7 separate regions of the Mus musculus genome follow, and all the other regions are linked to region 1. A link is a contact called in public HiChIP or PLAC-seq and promoter capture Hi-C data. All regions are on one chromosome and are shown on one strand. Each heading gives the region's core, a stretch centred on a gene start, on an enhancer-like site or on the middle of the called end of the contact. The rest is flanking DNA. Distances are from core to core; before and after follow the strand shown.

Evidence for each region. Promoter capture Hi-C pulls out the DNA fragments that hold promoters and counts their contacts. HiChIP or PLAC-seq counts read pairs in DNA pulled down with a chosen protein or histone mark.
Region 2: a contact with region 1 is called in a promoter capture Hi-C map of pre-B cells. The contact joins the promoter of Lekr1 here to the promoter of Lxn in region 1. A contact is called at or near these places in 1 of 39 promoter capture datasets (pre-B cells) and 1 of 115 datasets of contacts at active chromatin or transcription factors (astrocytes).
Region 3: a contact with region 1 is called in an H3K27ac HiChIP or PLAC-seq map of embryonic stem cells, with 17 times the contacts expected there. The contact joins the promoter of Kpna4 here to the promoter of Lxn in region 1. A contact is called at or near these places in 3 of 39 promoter capture datasets (the C10 cell line, cranial neural crest and liver), 1 of 115 datasets of contacts at active chromatin or transcription factors (embryonic stem cells) and 1 of 9 other capture datasets (adipose tissue).
Region 4: a promoter capture Hi-C map of hippocampal neurons shows a contact between it and region 1, with 5 times the contacts expected there. The contact joins the promoter of 9630025h16rik here to the promoter of Lxn in region 1. A contact is called at or near these places in 4 of 39 promoter capture datasets (the C10 cell line, hippocampal neurons and liver) and 1 of 115 datasets of contacts at active chromatin or transcription factors (astrocytes).
Region 5: a contact with region 1 is called in a promoter capture Hi-C map of liver, with 6 times the contacts expected there. The contact joins the promoter of Trim59 here to the promoter of Lxn in region 1. A contact is called at or near these places in 4 of 39 promoter capture datasets (cranial neural crest, hippocampal neurons, liver and 1 more), 1 of 115 datasets of contacts at active chromatin or transcription factors (astrocytes) and 1 of 9 other capture datasets (embryonic stem cells).
Region 6: a contact with region 1 is called in a promoter capture Hi-C map of hippocampal neurons, with 4 times the contacts expected there. The contact joins the promoter of Smc4 here to the promoter of Lxn in region 1. A contact is called at or near these places in 7 of 39 promoter capture datasets (the C10 cell line, cranial neural crest, embryonic stem cells and 3 more) and 1 of 115 datasets of contacts at active chromatin or transcription factors (astrocytes).
Region 7: an H3K27ac HiChIP or PLAC-seq map of embryonic stem cells shows a contact between it and region 1, with 9 times the contacts expected there. The contact joins the promoter of Ccnl1 here to the promoter of Lxn in region 1. A contact is called at or near these places in 9 of 39 promoter capture datasets (the 3T3-L1 cell line, the HPC-7 cell line, embryonic stem cells and 4 more) and 6 of 115 datasets of contacts at active chromatin or transcription factors (astrocytes, embryonic forebrain, embryonic stem cells and 2 more).

The regions. Positions count from the first base shown.
Region 1 is chr3:67,461,922-67,465,599 of GRCm38.p6, forward strand. It overlaps Lxn (latexin), which reads right to left and starts at 1,986. Exons shown (of 6, transcript NM_016753.4): 1 at 1,665-1,986; 2 at 438-500. The coding sequence starts at 1,793. The region is part of intron 13 of Gfm1 (G elongation factor, mitochondrial 1); the gene reads left to right.
Region 2 is chr3:65,664,324-65,668,001 of GRCm38.p6, forward strand. Lekr1 (leucine, glutamate and lysine rich 1) reads left to right here and starts at 1,905. Exons shown (of 13, transcript NM_001166659.1): 1 at 1,905-1,988.
Region 3 is chr3:69,125,509-69,129,186 of GRCm38.p6, forward strand. It overlaps Kpna4 (karyopherin (importin) alpha 4), which reads right to left and starts at 1,584. Exons shown (of 17, transcript NM_008467.4): 1 at 1,224-1,584. The coding sequence starts at 1,292.
Region 4 is chr3:69,059,292-69,062,969 of GRCm38.p6, forward strand. It overlaps 9630025h16rik (a long non-coding RNA gene), which reads left to right and starts at 1,571. Exons shown (of 2, transcript XR_867356.3): 1 at 1,571-1,777.
Region 5 is chr3:69,043,000-69,046,677 of GRCm38.p6, forward strand. Trim59 (tripartite motif-containing 59) reads right to left here and starts at 1,743. Exons shown (of 3, transcript NM_025863.3): 1 at 1,614-1,743; 2 at 769-843.
Region 6 is chr3:69,003,003-69,006,680 of GRCm38.p6, forward strand. Smc4 (structural maintenance of chromosomes 4) reads left to right here and starts at 1,736. Exons shown (of 24, transcript NM_133786.4): 1 at 1,736-2,088; 2 at 3,074-3,211. The coding sequence starts at 3,079. It overlaps Ift80 (intraflagellar transport 80), which reads right to left and starts at 1,568. Exons shown (of 20, transcript NM_026641.2): 1 at 1,430-1,568.
Region 7 is chr3:65,956,513-65,960,190 of GRCm38.p6, forward strand. Ccnl1 (cyclin L1) reads right to left here and starts at 1,737. Exons shown (of 11, transcript NM_019937.4): 1 at 1,296-1,737; 2 at 989-1,063; 3 at 341-450. The coding sequence starts at 1,616.

The sequences.
Region 1 (3,678 bases), core at 736-3,235:
CAAAATTTTCAAACTTTCCTGTCCCACTACTGCAAGATTAGTGGAATCACTGTTGGAGGTTCTATTGTTCCTGAATTTCTAAATGTACTTAATTTGAATATCCAATTAAAAACCAAAATAAAAGGCAGGCATGAGAAAACAGTCATGACTGGAGAGTAAATTACCTCTTTCAGTCCTACAAGGCGTGAATTCAGACTGCTTGGAATCTACTTAAGGGTAATTTATTTGAACTGAAACACAGACTTTTCTAAACAATTGAACAGAAAGAAAGTGCTCAGGCAGTCCACACTGGCTTGTGAAGCTCTGCCTGCAGAGCCATGGCTGCCCATACTCAGAATCTCCCAGCAGCCGCAGTGGAGGCCCAGGGTAAACCCTCAGCGAGAATGAGCCGCAACACTGAGAACGCACGCGTATTCTAGAAAAGACAGCTCACTTACTTTTTGGATAATTTCTTCCACAGAAAACTTAAGATGGTACTTGTGCCCTCTTCCTGGGATATCCTAAAATTAAGAAAAAAATATAGTGGAGAAAAGAATACTGTAATATATCACATCTTTTTAGTTAGGACATTCTTATTACGTGACTGGGAGGGTGGCTGGTGGGAAGAAATACACTAAAGTTTTGCGTCTTTTAAAACATCCCAGGGGTCTTGTTCTGACGTTCCTCATGACTGTACATCTTACCATCCTTCATCGCTTCCCAAGCCCGGCTGCTCAGGAAGGCGGTCATCGGGTGTCTAGCATGGACTTGGCAGTATCTAGCAAGTTTATTTAGGTAGGTCTAGGAAGCGGGTGGAAACGTACAGAGGACACAGATGCAGTGGCAGTAGGCACATCTTTGGAAGGGTTTGTCTTAAAGCCGGGGGTACCAGAGTGTTCAGTGAGTAAACGACGTGTGGTGGATGAGTGCCAAGTGCTCAGAGACAGTGTGTGTAAGTGCTGTTGATACTGTCCTGTCAAACACCACTTCAAAAGACCTTATGAATAGATCATTTAGATATCCCCCTTTTAAATGAAAGCCAGTTTTGAAGTGTGTAACTAATTTATATTATCTAGTACAGTTTCGAAAATAAAAATCATTTCTTTGTCAGCCAAAAAAATCTTGAGCTGTAAGAAAAAAAAAATAGGGACACTCGCTAGGTAGGTGAGGCCCTTTAGCCTAGCCGGCTTCAGCAGAGGCAAGGCTGCATGTCAGGCAGGATGTGGGCGGCTGGAGCCCGAGCAGCCCACACTGCCTTTGTTTTTTCCTCGGGGCGAATTTCTTGCGTTTTCCCGTCGTTTTGGGCAAAGGGCTTAAGAGTTACTCTTAAAAGTTTATGGAGTCGTTTGGAGGCCATGAGCTTTTGTTGGCCAAGGCTAGCTAGCGGCAGATGGAGAAACTATAACAGCTTCCAGATTGTTTAGAATGCTGTCTTCCCTAGACCTCTTCTCTCCACAGGAAAGGGTGAGATTAACCCCGTGTATTTCCCAATCCCTTAAACTAATATGCACAAAATCTGGCTGCATAGGTCCTCTGCTTTACCGTGAAAGCAAACAGTTCTGGGATGAGTCCCATATAGGGGAGCTCATAGCAATGCTATTCAGAGGCAGAGCAGGGTCCCGCGGCCGGGATGGGGTGGGGGCAGTAGGGGGAGCCGATCGCAGGGCTTCTCCTCGCAGACTCACCTCCTTGCTGGCCTGCTGGACCGTCTGCACCAGGAACAGCTTGTGGGGAGTCCCCTGCTGGTAGTTAATGCAGTTCTCCGCCACCGAGGCGGCCCTGGACGCAGCATAGTGGGTGGGTGGGATTTCCATCTTGGGGGAGACAGCGCGGGCTATCCTAGTTCAAAGAGATCACGGCGGGTGCAGCCAGGGTCCCGTCAGTGTGGAGTGCTGGCCAGCCGAGTGGGTGTCCAAGTGGGTGTCGGTGAGGTGGTGAAGTCAGTCGGTAGCTGGGCTGGGCGTGCGCGCTTGCTCGCTCCTCAGCGCCTTCCTTCCCTCTTCCTCCTTCACTCAGGAAACCGTTCGGGCAGTGGCTCTGCCGGGAGCCTCGGCCCCGCCCTGGGGTAGGCGGGCACCTCCGGGAGAAAAGCTCGGGCATTCCCTCCGGCTCCCGCGGGTCTGGGCAGGTGTGGAGCGGGAGGGAGAACCTGGAGGAAGGGGAAGGGCTTTCTGGCCTTGCCTCGATGGGTCCTTCTGAGGGCTTCAGCTGCCGGATGAGGAATCGCTGGCTGTTTCACGTACAGATTAGAGTACACCTCTCCTTTTTCAAACGGGCTGTCACGGGGCAGGGGGCAAAGTGCTCCAAGTGTAATTCAGCCCTTACCCTTCCCTTTGTGAGACTCTTGCTCAGCCAGGTTCCTTTAGAGGCAGATCCAGAGTGGGAAAGCAGAAAAGCCATTTTAAAACGTTGGGAGACTGGTCAGGATCAGAGGAAATACTTCCCCATTCATAAGACCTTAGTGATCTTAGAAATATAAAGCTTAATGAGCGTGAACCACCACTCCCATCTTTCTTGAAATCCTATTTTAATGACTTTTTATGTGTATGTGCACACGTGTGTGCAGGCACATCAGATTACCCGGGAGCTGGAGTTGTGTGCCACACAGTATGGGTGCTGGGGACCAAACTCAAGTCCTCTGCCTCAGCTGCCGAGCCAACTCTCCAGCCCCATCTCTATTTCTCTTAAAAGGTAGATGGTTGGAGGCTTTCTGGGTAGACTGTCTATGTTGCAGCCACTCTGCAGAGAAGGGGAAGGTGCCCTGTGGGACACGTGTTGCTTTCCTCGTGTGCTAATGGAGCTTTCCTATAACTGAGGACTTTCTTTGGGCCCAGTGGATTATTAAATACCAACCAACTCAGTTCGTTCATTCCCCATCTTTTCTAGTTATGTTAGCCAACAGCAATGAAGCAGCTAGGGGATAACAAGTCTAACTTTTTTTTTTTCTCTTGATATTGGAAATGTTTGTCTTTTTAGCTGTAAGCCAACCCCTTTAGGAGAGAGTGTGTGTGTGAGTATGGGCTTCCAAAGTGAGCATTTTAAAGTCTAACGAATAGTCAAAGATTCTGTATTTAATAATTAGTATAGACTGGCATGATGGCACTTGAGGTTTCTTAAAATTGTAATTATTACTTAAAAGGGAAACTTTTTCATTTAAACATTAAATAAACTGAATTGCAAGAATATCATTCCTAGCCTTGTGCCTTCTTTTAAAATGTCTTTCTTAGAGTTTTTGCCTGCATGATGTGTGTGTGTGTGTGTGTGTGTGTGTGTGTGTCCCTATTGCCCAAGGAGGTGTCAGTAAAAGGTGTCAAATTCCATGGGACTGGAGTTAGAGATGACTGTGAGCCACCATGTTGCAGGGAATCAAATCCCAGTCTGCAAGAGCAGAAAGTGTTTTCAACCACTGAGTTGTCTGTTCAGTCCCACTTGGGTCTTGGTTACCTACTACAATCTCACCAGTGGTTGATATTCAGTCCATTATCTTCAGACTTGAGTAATATGTAGATTGTCTTCAAGGTAATAAGTTATTATGAGTCCCCAGGATTATATACTTTATACTACTGGTATTATATTACAGTATGAGCATTAAACAAGATAAAAAAAATACTGTGGCTTATAACTTAGTATGAATATAAAATCAAAATGGCCAGTCATGGTGGCTCATGCTTTTAATACAAGCACTTAGAAGACAGAGGC
Region 2 (3,678 bases), core at 655-3,154, 1.8 Mb before region 1:
AAAACAAAAACAAAAACAACCCTTTTTCTTCAGTACTCAAAAGTTGACCTGTGCTAATCTGCTAACCTTTTTTGAAAGTGTATGTATACACACACACACACACACACACACACACACTCACTCACACGTTTCATTTTAGAGGATTTAAAGATTTGCTTTTATATTGCTTTTATATTAATTACAGCATATAACTCTCTCCACTCTCCTTCAAATTCATGGCCTCTCTTTTCTCTATTCTTCTCTCATACATCCTGACTGCAACCTCCCCTCCCTCCATCCTTCCTAGCCCCTTTCTAGCCCCTGGCCTCAACCTCCCCTCTCCCCCAGACTTACTGCCCCTCTATTTCTCTTCAGGAAGGAGCAGGCCTCCCAGTGATATCCACCAAACAGGGCATAACGAGATGCAATTAGATTAGGCACAAACTGTCTTTCTTTTACCCAATTGTTCTTGGATTCAAACATGCATTTGCATATACACATATATTTCCAAATACAACCTGTAGAGGCCACATACTGTTTCTTGTATGCATGTTTTCAAGGGCTGACCATTTGGCATAGGCCAATTGGAAATACACTTCTTATTTCTGTTCTTTCCGGAAGCTATCCTTTCTTTTTAAATTCTTACTGGGTCTACCACTACCTAAACTGGACTTTATATAATAATGAAAACTTTCTGTAGGAGTGCCACATGTGGCACTCCTACAGAAAGTTAGGCTTGTGGCTAATTAGCAATGGGATTTAGGATTGAGAGGGCATTTACAGTGGTAAGGAAAATGGACTCAAGGTGATGTGTAACGAAGAGGCATAGATGAAAGTGAATTATAGCATTTCCATGGGATTTCATCCCATTTTCAGAGGATTGCCTTCCTTTTTAGATACAAGTGCTCGGTAATTATTGTCCAAACTGTAGTTATGTGCCCTATAACAATACTTTTGGTATAAAATTCCTAATATCTAGTGATGTTAGTTACCGAGACATTTTGTGTAGTGTTCGTGGTGATGCTGTCAGAAGCCCTCTGTTTCTAGCCCTCTTGTATATATTCAATGATATACAGTACATAATACTAGTTACTCAATAGTAAGTAACTGTTGTTAGTTTCTGCATAATCTATATCTTTCATGACTTAGGGGAGTATTCACTATTTTCATGCGGTTATTTTCATACTAGTGATCAACCAGCAGCTCCAATAGATCTGGCACTATTTCAAATCACCTGTTCACCTTCCTCTCTCCAATGCCTTTTCTTTCTATTCATGCAAACTATTCTTTAACAGCAATTATTGTTCTTTTCTGCTAGGAAACCGTGTTTTCTTTAGTTACTGGAGGATCAGAACTTTGGACCTCAGATGCTCCTGGAAAAGGAGCAGACTACGAAGACACTAATCATACCAGTGGCCTGTGTTAGTCACCAAGCATCATCTCATCCTGCTTGCTTGTTGCGTAGTAGGTCATCAGTATTTGTTTTATGAATAAAGTATGAATAAAGGGAAGTCGTCAGTGTGTAAAAACAAGAGGCCTTCCATTACTTGAGTGTGCAGTAGCACGTCTCAGTAATACTTCATGAACTAAACCCGTCATCTTGACTTCTTTGGACCAGAATGAAATTCTAAGCAAGCCTTCCCCAGTCAATTCCACTTAAAAGCTTCTTTTCCTTCCGTTCGACAACAATGATTGCCCCTGCAGATGAGGCACATGGCCACCCACTTCCCGCCTCTTCATCAGCCTCGGCTGCCCGTCGTCCCCGCGGGTTCCAGAGCCCCATCCCCGTCCGTCACAGAACCGCGCGTAAATCCGCCCTCTCCTTCGACCCCCGCCACCCGCTCCAGCTTCCGCCTAGCTCGCTTTTGGGACAAATGATGCAAAAGAAGCTCCGCTTCCGCGTCGGCGGGGGCTGTGACGTCACCGCGCCTTGACGTCAGGCCAACGTGCAGCGCGGTCGCCCGGGAGACCAGGGAAGCCGTTTTACACCCTGCGGAGTCCCGGGCTAGGTGAGGGTCATGGCCTTCCTCAGTCCTCAGAGGACCCGGTCGGCGGGGACACAGTTCCGGCGCAGAGACTGGCGGCGCGGGACTGCGGGGCGGCGGGGGTCGGGAGGAGGAAGGCGGGAAGGTGGGGCGGCCTCTCGGCGCCCCAGGCGAGGCCTGGGCCAGCGCAGTCCGGTCGGGCGGTTAGTTTCCTGCAGTGACCTCCTGCTCTCTTGCCCCCGACCTGCCCTTCGGTGAATCACGCCCCCGGAATGGTACTTGAGGAAGGGCCTGGAAGCAGAACCTGAGTTAATGACCGGGCGTGACACCGGTGTAAGAATCGGAAATGAACCACCAAGGGCATTTCTGCGTTTAAGAACACGCACGTCTATCTCGTGACCAGTGTCACAGAGAAGGTTCTCAAACGCACGTAGCAGCGGCCACGTACCTCTGTACTTTTGCCAAGGACAGTTTCCACATATATAATGGGAAAGACCAAAAGGAACTTGTTTGGTTAAAATACTGAATGGGTAACTTAAAAATCACGTTTTCTTCTGCTAAAGAGCAAACAGCCCTACACTTCTTGAAAAGCGGAATTATATGTGGATTCTACTATTCTTTTCACGAGTAGTCACATCTTTATAAAGACCCAATGGACTTTTCTAATCGGCTTACAAGCTGTTTCTTAAAATATAGGCAATAACAAAAATAAACGTTAAAGAAAGTAGTACCCTTCTAGTCACCTTGGGAATTTTAGGTGCCCACCTCTTAGTTGTAATCATCAGCATGCATTGCTTAGCAGAAAAGCACCTAGTTATTACAGTCTGCACTCACAGTTTACATGGGTTTACAATAAAGTGTCTTTATATGAGGACAAGTTACACATGTTCTTGGGACGAATCCAATGAATGTATCTTGCCTGTAATCTTGTTACTATGTCTTGTGCGATGTGCATTGACATCAGTTTCTCCTCCACTTCGTTTTAGAGGTCTTTCAAATTTACCAGGGTGCTATTTTTAAATTTTTCTTTCATAGCCAGAAGCCTGCCACTTCTGGTGACATAGTAATATGTTAAGAGTAGTCACAGCGAAGGCATTAAATAATAAACATCCCACTGGTACCTTGAATTTATACGTTATTTAGGTCCATGCTTGCTAATACTTTTGTGGATGGCACTTTAAGAGGAGATATAGTTGGCTGTATAAGGGAAAAATATTCCTGTGGAGCCCAAGATACTATCATTTCCATTCACCAATGATGGCTTAACTGAAGATAATGCCTTCTGGTTTCTTGCCATGTGACTATGACAGTATATGATTATGTACTTGGTCACTTGGACCCATGTCCACATAATTACCATTACTCCCGTGGTTGGCCTCAGTTAATATTACCAAGCACACACGTGGGAAGACAGCTCACTAGTTTTGTTTGTTTTAAATAGTAGCTTATTGAAATGAGGGATATTTTGGGCTAACACAGGGTTGAGGAATCTCTCCTCCACTGATGGTTGCATAGTTTACAAAAATAACACCAGCATTATTTTTTCCTTCACTCTCTTGCCCCTAATTTAACTCAATCTTAGGAAGCCTTTGCTGATTTCCCATCCCCCACCCAAAAGATAGGTCATTATCCTCTCTTGACTCTCACATTGCCTGTGTTCTGCAGACACGGGCCTTAGACCATCTTTTCTGCTGTGGAATCTGTGTTTCTTTCA
Region 3 (3,678 bases), core at 334-2,833, 1.7 Mb after region 1:
ATTTCTTCCACTATAAAAAATGATCACAAAGATAAGCATCCTTAACTTTCAAACAATCTCTAAATAGCAACACACACCCTGGGACATACAGTTCTTCTAACGACTGCAATAAGCTAAAAGAGGATAAACTACATTAAAAGACTGACTGGCATTGGGAAAAGTCAACAAAAGTTGCCATCTCTATCCCGAAAATGCTCAAATTCAGGAACCGACCACAGCAGTCTGAAGAAGTTACCAGAACATAAAAGGGGATAAGAAGCTAAAAGCTTGACTTTTTTTTTAAATTCCCTATATTAAAAAAAAAAGTCACAATGGAAAGAAACTGTGTGCTTAATACATCGAACCTTGGAAGCAACTGTGTCTATGACAACGAAGCCTTCTTCCCCCCTTTAAAATAATACGTGATGGTGTCAGTCCATAGCCTACCGGATTCCTCACTGCCACCACCACCAGGAGGTGGAGAGAAAGGATACCGAGAAGACTAGGGGATGACAGCTTTGTATAACCCTTTGGACTTTTCTATGTAAGAATGCAAACTGGTGGTCTCTTCTCAGAGAGGAGTAAAAAGATCTGTGGACAAGCTCAAATAAGGCGGTGGAGGCAGGTGATCTTTTGACTGGAAAGGGACACATCGTGAGCCACATCTTTGAATCAGCTAGGACCAAACTGAAACCCAGGCCGCTGGAAGGCACTGCTTAGCATCACCAGGACCGCCTCTCGCGGCGGGGGTGGCTTTTTTTTCTTTCTTTCTTTCTTTCTTTCTTTCTTTTTCTCCAGCGGAGAAGTTGACTCCTGTAGTTTGGACATTGAAGTAAAACCAGAGTCGGGGCGATTAGGAAAACCTGCATGTGGAGGCGTCTCGGGCCCGGAGAAGTTCCGAGGTCGCCGCTCGCTCCCCCATCGCCCTCCACCCGCGACGCTTGGCGTCGGGGGCTCGAGCAGAGCCTGAGCTTCCGCCGCTGCGGGGCCTCCGCCGCGGCTGATATGCCCGCCGCCCTCACCCGTGTCTGGCCGGCTCGACAGGACAGGCCTAGGCCGCACCCGGCGGGCCCCGGCGCTGTCGCCGGCGGAGGCGGAGCAGGCCCGGCACAAACTTCCCGGCGCGGCGCCCGCGTCACGGCCGCTCGCCCGCCCGCCCAGCGCCATGCCGGCCGCCGCGCCCGCCCGACTCCGTACGCACCCCGCGTCCCGCCGGGGGCCGGAGGCCGCGGACCCCACTGTACCTCCAAGTCACGGCCTTTGTTCTTAAAATTCTTGAGCCGTTGGTTGTCCAATTTCTCGTTGTCCGCCATGGCCGGGCCGGCGACTCTCCCCACCCGCCCGGGCCCCGCGGGATCCGCCCCAACCACCGCGCCGCACAGACGCTCCCAGGAAGCCGGCCGCCGCCTGCGTCGCCCGCCCGTCCGCTCGCTTCCTCTCGCCCGCCGGGCCTCCGCTTCCTGGCTGGCCTCTCCTGCCCTGAGCTCGGGTACCACAGCAGCTCTGGCGAAGACGACTGCGGGGCCAGCGGCGGCGGCGGCAACGGCGGCGGAATGTGCTGCCGGCTGAGAGGGGGAGGCAGCCTCGATCTGAGGGCCCGGCTTTACGGCCACGCCCATCGCCGCCAACCCGGTCCGCCGATTGGCCGGCCGGGCTCCGGAGTGCTTAGCCAATCAAAAGGGACGATGGAGAGCGGGGGACGGAAGAGCGAAAGGAAAGGGGAAGGGAGAGTCTGGGGCAGGAAAGGGACGGGGCGCAGGAGCTTGGGAGGGGAGGGGTCACGCGCGGAGGGAGAAACCCGAGGCAGCCGAAGAGCAGCAGATCCGGGAGCGGGCGGGGATGGGCAGGGTGTAGTGGTCCTGGTTATGGTGGGATGATTCCCGGGGTGGCTTTAGATGTTGGGGTTCTGAACTTCGTTCTTTTCTCCCCCGGTGTTACTTGAGCGCTTCATTCACTTTGGAAGGCAAAGAGGTGTGTCTAAGCTACATGTGAAGTCCTAAACCCTGAGTCCTGTTCTGGGAACTGCGAACCAACCTAGGACCCGGCATCGTGGCTAGGACTGACTACGGTGATGTGCATTCTGAAAACTGAAGGGAAAGCTAGAGGGACCCGGTAGGAAAAGGAAGGTAGAAGGTTCGCAACAGGTAGAAACTTGAGAAAAATTGGTCCTTCCCTAATACCCCCATTTTGAGCAGTTTCTCTTGGGAAATTAAACTGCTTGATCACAAAGTATTAATTTATAGAGAATGACGACTATGAGCCATGACATAGCAAATGCAACATTGTGACTCTTGATAAAGGAAGTTAATCCCAAAGAAACCTCTTAACCAGGAACATTGTAACCAAAGGCGGATGTAAAACAGGTACAAAAGAGCCTCTCAAATTTTTCAGAATCGCTCCGGGCCGGTGACTCGGTTTGTAATCGTAGCTACTGGGCAAGAGGAGGAGCTGTTAAAGTAGCCCAAGAGCAAGGCCAGCCAGAGCAAGAGTCCAAAGCCACTTCGAGCAGTTTAGTGACACTTCCCCTCTTCTCTTGCGGGTTCATCTCAAGATAAATTAATAATAATAATAATAATAATAATAATAATAATAATAGAAATACAACTCATTGGAAGAAGCTAATTATGCTGGAGGCCCTAGGCTCAGAAAAGAGAGTGAGGACATGTTTTCAAAACTATATTTAAGCTGAGCATAGTGATCCACACGTTAAATCTAGCAAAGGCAGGTGGAGATGAGTTTGAGGCCAGCTGAGCTACATCATAATACCCTGTCTAAAAACAAACAAATGTGTGTGTTCATTTATCAATTATTAGTTCCCCAAATTGTGTGGTTTTTGTGAAGCAGTGGCAGTTCAGAGTCAGAAGGAAGAGGAAAGCTAAATGTGTCTGAACTTGGCAAAAAACTCTATTACAAAACCCTTTGGGAACATTTGGCTTCTGGTTCTTTCTGGTATATTTTGTTTGGGCAGAACCACATGCAGAAATGAATGTTTAGGATGCGAATATTTTATAAACCCCTTATATAAAGTCAAAGGAGGATGCTTTTGTAAGGTATAATACAAAGACAATGGGTTCAACAAGATAAAGGATTGAGTTCTTTTGGGAATGGGGGATAAAGAGAACTGCAGGATAGGAGCCTCTTGAAGATAACTTATAATGGAATGGTGGGAACAACCCTTTAGATACAAAGTAATGCCTTCCAAATAAGTCTTTGGTATTTTGTATACTTTCTGCTGGGCTTGGCGAACAAGCATTTTGGAAGTAATTCACACTGAGGGTTAACTTGAATGTAAGTTGAATTCAGAACTTAAAATTCAGATGAAGTTCATTATGTGTGTGTGGCATGTCGGCATATTCAGGTATACACATCTTTGTGCAAATGAGGACAAAACAAGATATCCTACATTGTTATTGCGCTCCACCTTATGGCCCGAGACAAGGTTTCTCACTGAATCAAAAGCTCACCATCGAAGATGTGCTTGCTGCCTTGTCTGCTTACCACCTCCTCCCAGTGCTGGGATCTCAGGCATACACACCTGCACTGGCTTTGCTGGGGAACCAACTCAGGTTCCCATACTTGGAGACTCTCTCCCTCATATAGTTTTATTCTCCAAAGATTGATTTAGTTGAGGTGATACTGAATTTACACGCTAGAGCACTAGTATATTTTAAAATATGACTAAGCCAGTTATAGTTGTGT
Region 4 (3,678 bases), core at 321-2,820, 1.6 Mb after region 1:
GAGCAGTCAGTGCTCTTAACCACTGAGCCATCTCTCCAGGCCCCTGTAGACATCTTTTTTTTAATCAACCAGAGATAACTTGGTGGGCAAGGTTTACATAGCATCATTTGATGTACATGAGGGTCTCCTGGTTAGGGAAACCAGATCTTAGGGGCCAAGTATTTAGTATTTGAAAACGTAGCTGCACCAGACCAACCCCCTACTGTCATACTCTTAGGAAATAAGTAACAACACACTGAATATATAGTTAAGACTCTCAAGTGTGGCTTCTTGGTAGACTATTTGCTAAATATGTGAGGTCCTGGATTTAATCCTCAGCACCAAAACCAGAAGATATATAGATGGATGGATGGATGGATGGATGGATGGATGGATGGATGGATGGATGGGACAGACAGACAAACAGATAGATACTGCTCAAATGGGTGATATTGGTAGTGAATGCACTGGAAACATGAAAGGCAAAGGTGAAGTCAAAGTGGTCTACATACATCAAAGAAAACTTCAGGAAGAACTAGAGTAGAGGAACCTCTTTCTACACAGTATCCTTGCTTACAGGGGTCCACTCTGGATCTTCTTCAGCCACACTTTAGCACAAGAGTAAGAGATCTCTGAGAAAATGCCTGTCCTGTCTTCTGGGCCATGCTTTATGTAGTAGGACCCCTAATTTCTGTAGACATTCTAAGCTCATTTCTAGAGTATGCACATGATCTTCACTGGGGCATCCACAGCCAGGGGAAAGACTGCAGTAACAGATATGAATCAGGGTGGATGTTGATGTAGTTGTGTGTTCTATAATCCCAGCTACTCCACAGGCTAAGTAATGGGAGGCTTCCTAAATCTAAGGCCAAGACCAGCTGGGACAATATAATAAGACCCATGAAGAATAAGGAAGAAAAGCCCAGTGGTACAGGGTTGGCTAAATGTTGGGGACTGACTCTTTTTACACTACTTCTCTCTTCTGCTATAGAGGAAGAACCCTAAATTAGAGCTCAGCCTTCCTGAAGATTACAAAGATGCCAGTTATGGGGTGTTATGAAGCAACAGCATCACAAAAAACGTATTAGTCGCCGGGCAGTGGTGGCACATGCCTTTAATCCCAGCACTTGGGAGGCAGAGGCAGGCAGATTTCTGAGTTCGAGGCCAGCCTCGACTACAAAGTGAGTTCCAGGACAGACAGGGCTGCACAGAGAAACCCTGTCTTGAAAAACCAACCAACCAAACAAACAAACCAAACCCCCAAAACCAAAACCAAAAAAAAAAAAAAAAAAAAAAAAAAACCCAAACAACAACAACAACAACAAAAAACCAAACAAACCAAGAAAACCAACAAAAACCCAAAACATATTAGTCAAAGGAGTAGGACAGAACAAATCTTTTTTTTTTTTAATGTTGTTATACATTAAAGTATTTAGACATTGGTAACACTGACTTAAATTTGTACTTCTGTTCTCAACCTGTCTTCGGTATGCTCCCCATCGTGGTATGGGCTTCAAATTAAACCCATCACTGGTTGTCCACTCCCAGAGACTCATGTGTTTGGGGCACTATTAGGGGTTGTGGCCTTAGAGTAGGCGTGCCCTTGTTGGAGGAAGTGTCAGTGTTGAGGCTGGCTTTGAAGTCTCATATATACTGAAGCTACTCTCAGTGCTGACTCAGTCCCCTTTTGCTGCCTATGAATCAAGATGTAGAACTCTAGCTCCTTCTCCAGCGCCAAGTCTGCCTGGATGCAGTCATGCATCCCACAGTGATGATATTGGACTAAACCTCTAAAACTGTAAGCCAGTTTCCTGTTAAATGTTAATTATGTTAGGCATAAATGTTAACATAATTATGTTAAAAATAAATGTTAATTATGTTAAAAATTATGTTAAATGTTGTCCTTTATAAGAGTTGCCATGGTCTAGGTATCTCTTCATAGCAATAAAACTGTAAGACAGAAGTTGGAACCAGGGGCTGGGTATTGTTCTGATAGGCCTGAATATGTTTGTTTGAAGAAATGCAGATTGGGGACTTTGGATTAGGAAACACTAGAATGCTTAAGTTGGACTTAACGGGCCAGACTAGTGGGAACATGGAAGCCAGTGGTGCTGACAGTGATTTCGACTGTGGGGGCCTGGTTCAAAGTTTAAGAGAATATTTTTAGTTTGTTGCCTAAAGACTTTTCTCATGATAATTTGGTGAAGAATGTGGCTGCTTTTTGCCCTTGTCTGAACAGTCCATCTAAGACTAAGGTGAAGAGATTTAGATTAATTGCATTGGCAAAAGATATCTCAAAACAGCCTAAAATAGATTCTGTATTATGGTTTACTCTCATGAAGAGCATTTTAATCAAACATTCCAAGCTGAGAAAGGAAAAATACAAAATATATGGTTCAACGATTAAAGGGGCACTAGAAAGTGGTATGGAGCTAAATATTGTGTTCAGGGAGATAATAGATTAAAGATTTAAGTGGCATTAAAGGGAGTGGGGCCTCTGGGCAAGATCCCACCCAGCTAAGCTTCTATCTTGTGAAAAGAATTAAAGAAAAGTTTAGGTCCAGGCATGGTGGTACATACCTTTAATCCAGCACTAAGGAAACAGAGGCATGAAAATCTCTGAGTTCAAGGCCAATATGGTCCAAACTGCCAAGTTCCATGACATCCAAGCTCAGGCAGTAAAGGAAACAATCAAAACCAGAAAGCTAGTGAAGATATAACTGAATAAGGGGGCCATGTTCAAGCCCCAGGCACCAGCAGAACTTGGCAGCTTTGTTTACATAGGTCTTTGGTGACAGGTACATTATCAAAAAGCACATTTTCAAAGGACTTTTTTCTGAGGATTAATTTTCAACTGTTTAAAATATTCAACAAACCAAACCCATCGGTCGTGGTACACACCTTGGGAGGCAAAGGTAGGGAGATCTCTTGAGTTCGAGGCCAGCCTGGTCTACATTGTGAGTTCCGGGACAGCTACAGCTACAGAGAAATGGTATCTCAAAAATCCCCAAACCAAACCAAACCAAACCAAACCAAACCAAACCAAACCAAACCTAGCTAAACCAAAAATAAAACAAAAACAAACCAACAAAAAAGAAACCATGTCATAGATAGATGCTGTCATTTAGTCATTGTTTTTCTGCTTATAAAACATAAACACAGGCAGTATAGATTTAACTGTTAAGGGCCCTAGGATCTTTGGAATGGTAAATGAGTTCTGGCTTTAAAGTCAGCAGCCATATTAGCTACTAGTAAGAGTAGTCTATCCTTTGAAGTTAGGCACTGTTTTCTCTGGTATCAAAATTCAAGCTGACATCTTCCAGTATAACAGTGTCCCATTTACATTTATAATTACTGACATGCAAAAGAGATCAGTAGAAGGCTAAGTAGATGGTGTAAATGTGGAAGTCTCTAAGAATGCTGGAGGTAGAGGGTGGGAGGCAGGGATGTTGTGCAGAGTAGTGTCTCCCAGCATTCATGAGTTACCTGGGTTTGATCTCTAACACTACACAGAAGGAAAAATTTCAGCCTTTATGTTCCAAAGAGAGAAAACATTATCAAAGAAAAAAGGCCCCAGAATATTGCCAAAATCTATAAAAACACATGCCAGCCAAACAGAATGAATCCACACTAGTTATAGTAACTCTTGTGAAGTCTCAAGTGAGATAGAAAAAGGGAAGTGTGATGAGGAAATGATAT
Region 5 (3,678 bases), core at 493-2,992, 1.6 Mb after region 1:
TGGCTCACAACCACCTGAAATGGGATCTGTTGCCCTCTCCTAGTGTGCATGTGAAGACTAATGTGAAAACAGTGTGTCTACCAATATACATAAAACACAGTATTCAAAAAATAGTTTTTCAAAGTGAAAATATATTTGATGGAAAACATTCAGCAACATATTTGCAATGTCAGTATATATATATTACCCAAAGTCAAAATTTTACTTTTTACCAGGTTAAAATACAGGACCTTGGCTCACTAAAAATGTAGATCAATGTGTAATACTGGGCAAAAAGGAATAAAGGTAGCTTGAATAATAAATGCAGCGTGCAAACGTGTAAGGCAATACCATTTTGTGTGCATGACTTAAGACGTCCACACATGCTTATAAAATGTCTGTTAGATAAAAGTGAAAATCTTTTAGCCAGGCAGTGATGGCTTTGGCTCCAGCACTTGGGAGGCAGAGGAATCTCTGAGTTAAAGACCATCCTGGTCAACAGAGCAATTATCCAGGACAGCCAGGGCTACACAGAGAAACCATGGTTTTTTGTTTTTTGGTTTTTTTTTTTTTTTTGGGGGGGGGGGGAGAATCAAACAAAAAACTGAATACCTTTTAGATTAGGTCATTTCTCACTTTATGCTTCCTCCATAAGATGGTTAAAATTTTATACACTTCCAATATACATCTTTTTTTCAAGAGATTTTTCAATCTTTCATCATAGCCCAGGAATCACACACTCTAATATCCTGATGTTTCTTCGTATCCAGTTAACTTCCCAGAGCTTACCTGGTCTGTCAATCTCCTGATCTGGACACTGGGTGTACTTTATCTTCTCCAACTTTTCCAGGATCCTTTGTTATTCTAAAAGTAAAACAATTTAATGTTTCAGATTTTGCCTGCAGTAAATATTTCATCTTTAAAGTCCCAACCATTTCCACACAAAGGACTTTTTACAACATAACGAATCTCTGACTCTGGACAAGATTAACCAATGATGGGAACTAAACACTCATAGTTTGGTTTGGTGGGTTTTTTGAGACTAATTTTGTAGTCCTCACTGACGACCTGGAACGCACAGGAGAGCTTGCTGCCTCTGTCTGCCCCCATGCTGGGGTTACAGGCGTGCACGTTCATGCCCCGCTTCAAAGTTTTATTTAAACTCAGCAAGACGACTAGAAATATCCTCGCGCGTAGATATCCCCAGCTCGAAACTACGTTAAATTATTCCCATCAACACATTGGGTGGTCTCCGAAACGCTGCAGGCCTCAGTTTTACCTATGAAGGTTCACATCTGTACAATGGGCATAAGTCCTACGTGAACTCCAAACAAAGAAGTGGCTCAAAGATGGCAGTCACACCCTCTTGTCCAGGATGCCCAGGGCTCACTCGCCCCGCGCGGTGCTGCGGGATCTGCTAGGCTCACCTACCGGCCCTTACGACCTCAATCCCGCCGGTAGCTCGGAGCGCCGCTGCTCCACCCGCGAGCGCGCGAAGCGAGGAGAGGCGAGCGCACGCCCTCCGGAGCCCAGCCCGCCTCCCCATCCTCAAGTCGGCGGCGAACGCACCGGGGCCGCGGGCGCTCGAGAAAGAGGGGCAGCGAGCCGCCTCCCCGGCGGAGCCGCGTACTCACCGCGAGGCGGGCGAGGCGGGCGAGGCGGGCGAGGCGGGCGAGGCGGGCGAGGCGGGCGACGGCGCGCACGGCGAGGGCTCCCGGGCAGCCTGGTGCGGACACTGCGAGGCGCTCGCCCGAGTCTTCAGGTGCCCGGCGGGGGCGGGGCCGGCGGCGCCGCAGCGACTTTCAACCGCGCCGCCTCCGCCAATGAGAGAGCGCGGGCGGCCTTTGAACACCAACGGCCGAGGGCCAGGCGCCTGCGCACTAGCGCGCGGCGCGGAAAGCGCACGGGCGGCAGGGGTCGCGCCTTGGGGGGGAAGGGCTGGCGCCAGGACCTCGCGAGGGCGGGGATGCGCGGGTGACCCGGCGGCTTCTGGAGGCGGCTGGCTGAGGGACTGCTTATTACTTAGGACCACGCCCGCACGGGATGGTTCTGGAGCTGGCGGCGCGCAGGCTTCTTCCATTGTTACCTCACAGGTTCCTTGTTCAGTCACCGGCTGGAGGGCTCGGCGCGCTCGCCCGCCCCCGTGAGGCTCCGGTCCTCCAACTTAGGCGCGCCTAAGCCTTCATCTGTGTCCTCCCTGTCCTCTCTAACACGCTGGGTCAGAAAACACAGTAGTGGCTTTTCACTTTCTCGGAGAAACGCCATTCCAGAGCTCAGACCGCTCTCCGCTCCCGGCCGGTGTGAGCTACAGAGCAGATTCCAAGTCAGCCTAAGACTCACAGCAAGACTTGACCTCGGAGACAAGATGGAAAGAGGGGGCGTAGAGGAAGGAAAATGGATTGTGCCTTCAAGGAGTGTGCTTTACAGGTCCATAGAGTGCCCGACCCTGCCAGAAAGTTCTGTAACCAAACATGGGGAAGGGGCAGAGAAGAGGAGCCTTAGCACTAAGGCAGCTCCACGCTGACCGGCAGCGCTACTCAGGATTTATGAACTGTTATTCATGCGCTCTATAGATGATAGTGTTGGTCTGGAAAAGAAAGACTAGAAATTACAATTCAAATACAGGCACCAAAGCGTAAAAGTCGTAAACCTAAAAACCTCATGTGTTGGGGCGTCAGCCTTCGAAAACTTTGGGCTGAAAAAAAAAAATCAGCTGCTTTGGGTGTCTTCCATTACGATATACACACTCCCAATACTCCCTTTGTGATAGAGTATTGAGAAACGGGATAAAGGATGGGAAATACGTGGTTTTGTTACAGGTATAATATCGGAAAGATGATGAACAGAAATGTGACTTCTGAGCTGGGGGTGTAGCTCAGTTCCAGTGCTCGCCTGGCGTGTTCAGTTCCCACCATGGAAAAGCCAAACCGCTGAGCGCACATTAACATCTTCTTGGCGCTCCTCAGACTCCTTGCTTGAAAACTTTTTGTCTTGAGCTTTGAAACAGAAAGTCAGCGCTGGCTGTTCTTCCAGAAGACCCACACAGCAGCTCACAACTGTTGCACGGGAATCTGATGCTCTCTTCTAGCCTCCCAGATCACTAAGCAAGGATGTGATGTACGCATGCATGCACGTTACAAACCACACATTAAAGAAATAGATAAACGGGGTTTTATTTGTTTTTAACTGACCAGAGGTAACAGCAGTTAAGAGCACTTACTATTCTCAAATTCAGTTCCCAGCATGACTGTGGACCCCTCACAACTGCCTGTAACTCCCGCTCCAGGGGATCTAAGCTCACTCTTGACTGGCTCTGCAGACACACACAGATGGCATATACTTACACTGACAATCACTCGTACACATAAAAAATAAAAATAAAAACAGTAGAAGCTTGTATACTGTCTTAGATAAGAACAATAAACTCTTGAGGAATTACAGAGCGAACATATATTTGTATTAGAAGGCAAGTTCTAGGGCTGTTACTAAAAGATACTAAAAAGATGGGGACAGACAGAAGCTAGTAGAAGCTAAGGATTACTTCAAGGAGCTTGTTAGGAAACGTTCATTGTAGCCCCATCTAAGTCTCTGGCCAGCAAGGATACTTTCTGGTTTTCTTATCTGAAGGAGAGTCTTCCCACAAGAATCTGTTTGCTGCAGACAGGAAAATGCAGGCCCGCTGGTCCTGGCTAACGTCAG
Region 6 (3,678 bases), core at 486-2,985, 1.5 Mb after region 1:
TGAGAGCCATGTTGGTGCTAGGAACAGAACCTGGGTCCTCTGCAAGAGCAGTAAGTGCTTCTAACACCACACATCTCCCCTGGCCCAGTCTACTTCTTTCATAGCAGGTATCTCTTCCGCTCAGCTTTGTTGTATTTTAGAACCTCTGAAAATACAAAATACTCCAGAAGCCCCTAAAAAGAATCCCTTTATCCTCTTGGTACTCCTACTAGTCCTCCATACCCCCCCCAAAAAATATTCATTGAGCTTCATGGTGACATTTATTTTATGAAGACAATTTATTTTCAACTAGAAATATAAAGGTACATTATTATATTAGCAAACGTTTATTCAAACCACACCAATCTCCAAACTCCTCCAGACTCCCACACTTGTAGTCCTCTCCAGCACTTCCTGAGAATCACTGAATCTAAGTGTTAGGCATCTCAAAGCCATAATATATTTTAGAACAATGTAAATTCATTCATTAAAGGTTGGTGGGCTGGAGAGATGGCTCAGTAGTGGTTAAGAGCACTGACTGCTCTTCTCTGAAGGTCCTGAGTTCAAATCCCAGCAACCACATGGTAGCTCACAACCATCTGTAATGAGATCTGACACCCTTTTCTGGTGCACCTGAAGACAGCTATAGTATACTTAGATTATAATAATAAATAAATCTTTTTTTTTAAAAAAAAAAGGTTTATTGGTGCTCTAAAATGCCAAACCCTAAATAGGTTGAGGAAAAAAAAAGAGAAAGGCTAACAGCTCTCAATTTAAAAGTTGCTGTATAAATACTTACTGGGGGCAGCGAAATTAATCAGCGGTTCTTTAACATTGGGGAGGATGAGTGATACAGACCGTTTTTCAAAATTATAGGGTCACTAAACATTCAGGAAAACAATGCCAAAACACACAAAACTTGGTATACAATTTTCGGAGAGTCAGAAACTCTGTCCCAACCATCATTATCCTCAAACTCAGGTTAAAAGCCCATTAAGGAAACTAAACCGCTCGGGATTAGGAATTGCCGCATCCATTTAACAACCCTTGCTATTCCTTTCACTGTGTAACAAAGACAAATGCTACTTATGAACTAATTCCCCCATAACGGTAACTAGTTATCACCAGCGAATCCTTTCTCCCACTAGGAGCCCTGCTGGCCAAATGGTTATTTAAACTCAACACCTTTCAGTAGTGTCACTTACACAAAATAGTTCAAAAATCATTGTTATTCATAAATGGACTACAAGGTTAACTCAATAATCCCGGTTTCCTCGCTTTACCTGTAAACTCCACATCCCAAGATCAACACCCTGGTGGCTGGAAGAAGATGGAAAATAACTGATGCTCCCGCAAAGCTCATCCCATCTAACCAAGAGAAGCTAGGTCTTAATGACCGCTACCGCTTCCAAGCCCTTTCTTCAAAGGCTCTGGAGATGAAGAAATTTACCTCAAGTTCCAGGAAAGCGGTGGCGACTGCTCTCAGAGCTCGAACTAGTTACCAAATAGCCTCCCGACCTTTCCGTCACCATAGTGATTTCTAAGCGCTGCGAGCGTTTCCCCCTGCCATGTTCCCGCGATACTTGCTAGGTGCCAGTCACCCGAGCGGGCTCTTGACCCCGCCCCTAACCGAGCCCGCCCTCTCCCTGGAAGGTGTTATTGGGCAACTTGGACCCGCCTACAATTGTAGGCGGGACCCTGCTTGTTTTGTTTTGTTTTTTTTCCTTCTTTTTCAAATTCCTCCAGTTTTTCAAATGCTGTCGTTCTAGAAGTGCGAAACTCTCATTTCTGTTAAAGTCCACAGAAAGGACGTAGCCCTGCTTGCTCTCCCTTCCCAGTCGTAACTTGGCCCTCGGCGCCACGGTCCCTGGGGTAGAGCCCGCGCATGCGCCCGAACGGCCCGAAGATGGCGGTGGGACTCGCCGCACTTTTTTTCAAATTCGCGGGTCCCAGAAACCCTTGCGCGCGTTTGTAACGAATTTCCGTTCGAGTTTGGATTTTAGGCGCCATTTTCGAGTGAAGGACCCGGAGCCGAGACACCGGGAGGAGCGAGGCGGGGGGTCGGCCGTGCCACCATTTCAGCCCGGCTCGGAGTGGACCCGCCGACAGGTGAAGTCCTTCTCTTCTAGATCAGGTTGTCACACTTTCTCCTCCCTGCCCCGCGGGCGCCCGCAACCCCAAGGCCTGGAGCTGGAGCGGCGGAGGCGGCTCGGCGAGCTCCCGTGCCTGTCACCCCTCCCCCTCGGCGGCCGGGCGGCGGCTCCGGCGCCTCTTCCTGGGGGAGGCAGCGAGCCTGGCTCGGCCAGAGCGTCCCCTCCCCCAGGCCGATCCGTCCTGTCTCCTAAGGGGACTGCAGCCCCACTCAGAGCCTCTCCTGGGCACTTGGCATGGCTTACACTGTCGTCCATCGGGACTCCGCCCCGGACCCGGGAGGGTTAGACCCCCTACTATCCCGGAAAGTGACCCAACCCAAGCAGACGCTGCCAGAGTCCAGTTCAGCAGTGTGTGGCGGGTGACTCCGGCTTCGGCCATCCTCTCCGCTGGGGCGATGAGGAAAAGAGACCTGGACTTCTCCGAGGGCCGTCCGGGCGTCAGGACCTAAATGGCGGGGAGAAGGGAGGGGGTTGACAAGTCGCCCGGGCAGGCAGGCGCTGCTGCTCTGGAGAGTAGCCACGCAGCCCCGAAGCTGGACGAACTTGTCTCTCTCTCTCTCTCCCACTCTGTACCTCTCTCCCTCCCTCCCCGATTCCGAGCACATTCACTCCCCAGCCCCGACGGGAGGAGACTTGTCAGCAGACGTCCTTCTCTTATGAGATGGTTCCACAGGGGCGGGGGTGGCCTGAGCGAATTCCTCCGTCCTGGGCGCGATGGCAGGCGCGGCTATGTTTCCCCACGTAGCTGGGGCGTGGGAAAACCCGTCCCGCCCGGTTGCCACTGCTGGGTTCCTAGTAGCCACTTTCCTAGGGACCCGCTACTGGCTAGCGGCGTTGGGGAACGCGGTGGCGGGGTGGGTCCTGGGCGGAGCCCGTCCTGCTGCTGCGGGGCCTGAGCGGCGAGCTGCGGGCCGACCTGACTCGGGACTCTTCTGCCGCAGCCACCATGCGGCGTAAGGGCACCAAGCCCTCCACTGCCTGCCACCAGGAGGAAGGGCCGCCGCCCTCCCAGGACGGTGCCCACAGCGACGAAGAGATGGAGCAACCGGCCGGCGAAGCGGAGAGCGCTGCACCCGCAAGTGAGTGACAGGTCGGGATCCCCGTGCGTCGGAAGCCTGTGGAGACCCTCTGAGGGTGGCGGGGCGCAGGCGACGACAGGTTGATTTGGGAAGCTCCGGAAAGCCGTTCTTTGGTTTTCAGAGGAATTCCATGCAGTTTGCTCTAACGGTTCTGGAAGATATGAGAGTGAGCGGAAAACTTGCGTTGTGAGTTTCTGTGTTTTAGAGTAGTACTGACCTCTTTCTCATATTTCCGCTGAAAGCGGCATGGGTGCTGAGCGCCTCTGCGCCCTTAGACTGGAGTGAATGTGATGTGGAGTTGCGTGACTCGCCCTTTACTGTTGGATTGTCTTTTGGGGCGCAATACTAATTTTTACTTTATAAAGTGTGTCAGTGTTGGGTGACGCGGGCATATGTACATGAGTGCAGGTGCCCCTGGAGGGCATGAACCTCGAGCATCCCATTGTGGGTGCTGAAAACCAAACTTG
Region 7 (3,678 bases), core at 487-2,986, 1.5 Mb before region 1:
ATGTCCAGCCTTCAGTTTTCCAGAGAGGGGAGGGGAAACACAACTTACAGAATACACTCCCACTTGAGCCAACCGTACTCCCTTTCTTGTTTAATCTTAAGCCAAGGGACTGGCTTCACAGCACTCTAGAATTGTCCACAATGCAACTGTCTCTACAAACTTCAGATAGCTGGTTAATGGAGGGGATTTTAAAAGTTTCAATGTTCCTACGTGAATTTCAGCACCTAATGTCCGCTTTCTTTTGCATCCACACTGACTTGAGGGAGGGGAGAAGATGTTTTGACTGGATGATTGGTGCACAGTACAGCAAGAGATACTATGTTCAACAGGCCAATCTTACCTTTTTCCTCTTAACTGGCGGAGGTGGTGGAATACATTAATCACATCTCTTATTCTTCTTGGCGCTTCTTCGATTTTTGACGCAAGATTAATACAGGCCATAGCAACAATCTGAAAGAACCCAGGTAAAAATCCAAGTGAAGTTAAACTAGAAACAGTTTAACAAAGTCTAACAACCCTTATTTTGTTTTGTTTTTAGATAGGGCTTCTCTGTGTAGTCCTGGCTTCCAGGAACTCCATCTGTATGTACATCTGCCTGCCCAAGGATGTGGGTCACCAAGGACCGGCAAAGAACCCTCTTTAGGATACAACGGGCTTTTTAGCGAAATAAAATCGAAGCTGACATTTTTAGACCAGCTCTTACGTTTTATTGCTCAACTGCTCTTAATTTTGGGTCAGAATCAAGCTACCTCTTGCTAGAATTGTGCAATGGCTTGAAAACGTAGTTCTTGGTTAACAGAGCACGTGAACTGGGGATCCATTTTCTAGTTCTTGAAACATTGCTCTACGGGCCCCATTTCCTTCTGGGTGGGAACGAGGTACAAAGGCCTAAGCTAACCACTCCCTTTCTGGAAAAGCTGGTTCCTACCCCCTTCCTCCCCGCTTCCGGATGAAGAAATCCCTTCTTGTCCGCCTCCGCCGCGCTTACCTCGAAACTGTGTTTGACGAACGACTTGGAGTAGAAGAACCGATGGAACAGCACCTGCCCTGTAGCCATCGCCACCTGCAGACGAGAGAGGAGAACGGAAGCGCCGGGGTCAGGCGGGCCCGCACCAGGCGCCGCCGCCATTTTGTGCGGCCGCTCGCTTCCCTTCCCCCGCCCGGGCCGCGCGGCGCCGCCCGCCCCCGCATCCCCACCCTCGCCCGCCCGAGCTCCCGCCGCCGCCGCCGCCCGGCGCAGGCTCCGGAGAAACCTGGCCGCGGCGGAGAGGCCCGCAACCAGCCGGGGTTCTCACCTGCGGCAGCCGGAGGAGGATGCCGGCGGCCTGGATGAGCTCGCAGCCCAAGATGCGCAGATCCGTCTCGCTGGGCAGGTCCAGGCCGTCCTGCATGGACGGGGTAGGCGAGAGCCGCTCCTCCGGGATCAGCGAGTGGTCGATGGTGAGCGACACCTCCGAATACAGGCGGTCGCCGATCAGGATCCCTCCGGTCGTGGTCGTCGTCGTGGTGGTCGTGCCGGAGCTGGAGCCGCCCGCGCTCGGGGCGGCGGACGAGGCGGAGGCGGCAGCGGCGGCGGCGGCGGCAGCGGTCGAGGTCGGGTGAGGCCCGGACGCCATAGTTCCAGCGAGCTCCACGCACGCCCGACGCAGCCGGAACCCAAAGCGAGACTAACCAGCGTCCTCGGCGCGACGGATCTTCCCGTGACCGCCGGCTTCCAGGCCGCCGCACGCAGCGTGCGCTTCCGCCCTGACGTCACCACGCCGACACGCCCTACCCCACCCCACTCCACTCCCCGCGCGCGCCAACGAGTTCCTCCGCGCTTCGGTCGGTGACACCGGGCGGAGGGGTCCGGATGGGCAGGGCGGGGCAGGGTGCTGGCGGCTCAGGGGTGGTAATGGCTTTAGTCACCGGATAACCCGGACTCTGGCCTGGTGAGTCGGCCCCGATACCCCTGCACGGTCTGCGCGTTGGTGACAGTCCGGCGGTCGGCGACACCGGAGTGTAACAAAGTGACTCTGAACCGGGCAGCTTCCCAGTTTGAGCGCCTGGGGTTTCCGGAAAGCTCCGAGCGCGCGTGGGTGTCGGGGTGTAGCCTAGAAAGGCATGCCTAGCCCTGACCTCACTTCGCCGGGTTTACAGTAATCTGGAAAATCCCTAGTTCCAAAAATAGGTTTATGGCGAGGACAGTACACGGGCGATTTCATTGCGCTGGGGAGTCTCGTCTTAAAGAGATGGTTTTTGTCAGAGTGGAGAGAAAGTAACTATCCCTGTGTCAATGAAGAGAAAAACACAGCTCTCATCTTACATGGAGTTTGGAATAACCTAAATCTGTGTTCCGGGACCATGGTCAATCAAAATGGCTCCAGGATAACCCATCATTTATTCCCTTTAAGATGAGAGCTGTGGTTTTTTTGTTTTTTTCGAGACAGTTTCTCTGTATAGTTCTGGCTGTCCTGAAACTCACTTTGTAGACCAGGCTGGCCCTGAACTCAGAAATCCGCCTGTCTTTGTCTCCCGAGTGCTGGGATTAAAGGCGTGCGCCACCACCGCCTGGCTGAGAGCTGTGGTCTTTTTCCATCCATACTAAAAGTCCCAAAAGCTGAGGTCGACCGTGAAACAATTGATCCTTCTGCCTCTGGCCTCCCATGATCTTTTTATTCCAGCTTAATCCTCTGAGATGGCCTTTAGGGAGAAAGAAAAATCTCCTGACTCAGTACAAAGGGTTGGAATTGTTATTTTGTTAAAGCTTACTTTCTTGAAAAGTGTCTTAACCTTGGACCTATAGAGCGCACTGAAAATTTGGATACATCTTAGTCACCAAAGCAAGGTATTTTCACAGCTCATTTTTACAAAGTGTGTTGGGACGGGCACTCTGGAGACAAAGACAGGTGGATCTCTGATTAGAGGGTCAGACTGATTCCAAGCCAGTAAGAGCTATATAATATCTTCAAAATGAAACAAAACCTCTTCCAAACAAAAGCTATATAGAGCAGGAAGTGGTGGCACAAGCCTTTAATCCCAGTACTCAACTAAAGCCTCAAAAACAAAAATTTTATGATTGTGATAGCTTTTTGTCACTGACAGATTACCTAGAAAGTCCACAATGAGGTTTAATTTTGGTTTATGGTCTCTGAGGTTTCAGGCTACAGCCATGTGGCCCTATACCTGTAGGACTGTGTAGGCAGAACTTTATGGTGTGAGACCTTGGTAAAAACAAATCCCTTGCCACCAACAAAGAGAAAGGGGAATATATCCAGGGATCTCCCTCCTCAAGTAGGTTGCCAACTCCTAATTGCTTGTCCAGCTGTGACCTCATCGTCGGATTAACCCATTTATGAGGTATTTGCCTTTGTGATTAAATCACCTCTCAGTGCTACTAACTAAGGACAAGCTCTTCACAGGGTCTGTATGTGGCAGGCATTTCATATCCAAACTTTCTGTGACAGCATAGGAGACACAAGTCCAGGGGACAGGTATGTCGGGACAAAACTTTTCCTAGTGAGACACTACTCACCTCAGATAGGGAACCTACCACAGACCAAAGTATGGATACCATCAGAGTGCAAACTTGGTGAACCAATGAGTTTTATTAGGGTTACTTACAGGAATATGGGTAAGGAGCAGAAATGATTTGGATAGCTGCACCACCAATGTGCAATTCTATGCATATATTAGGGT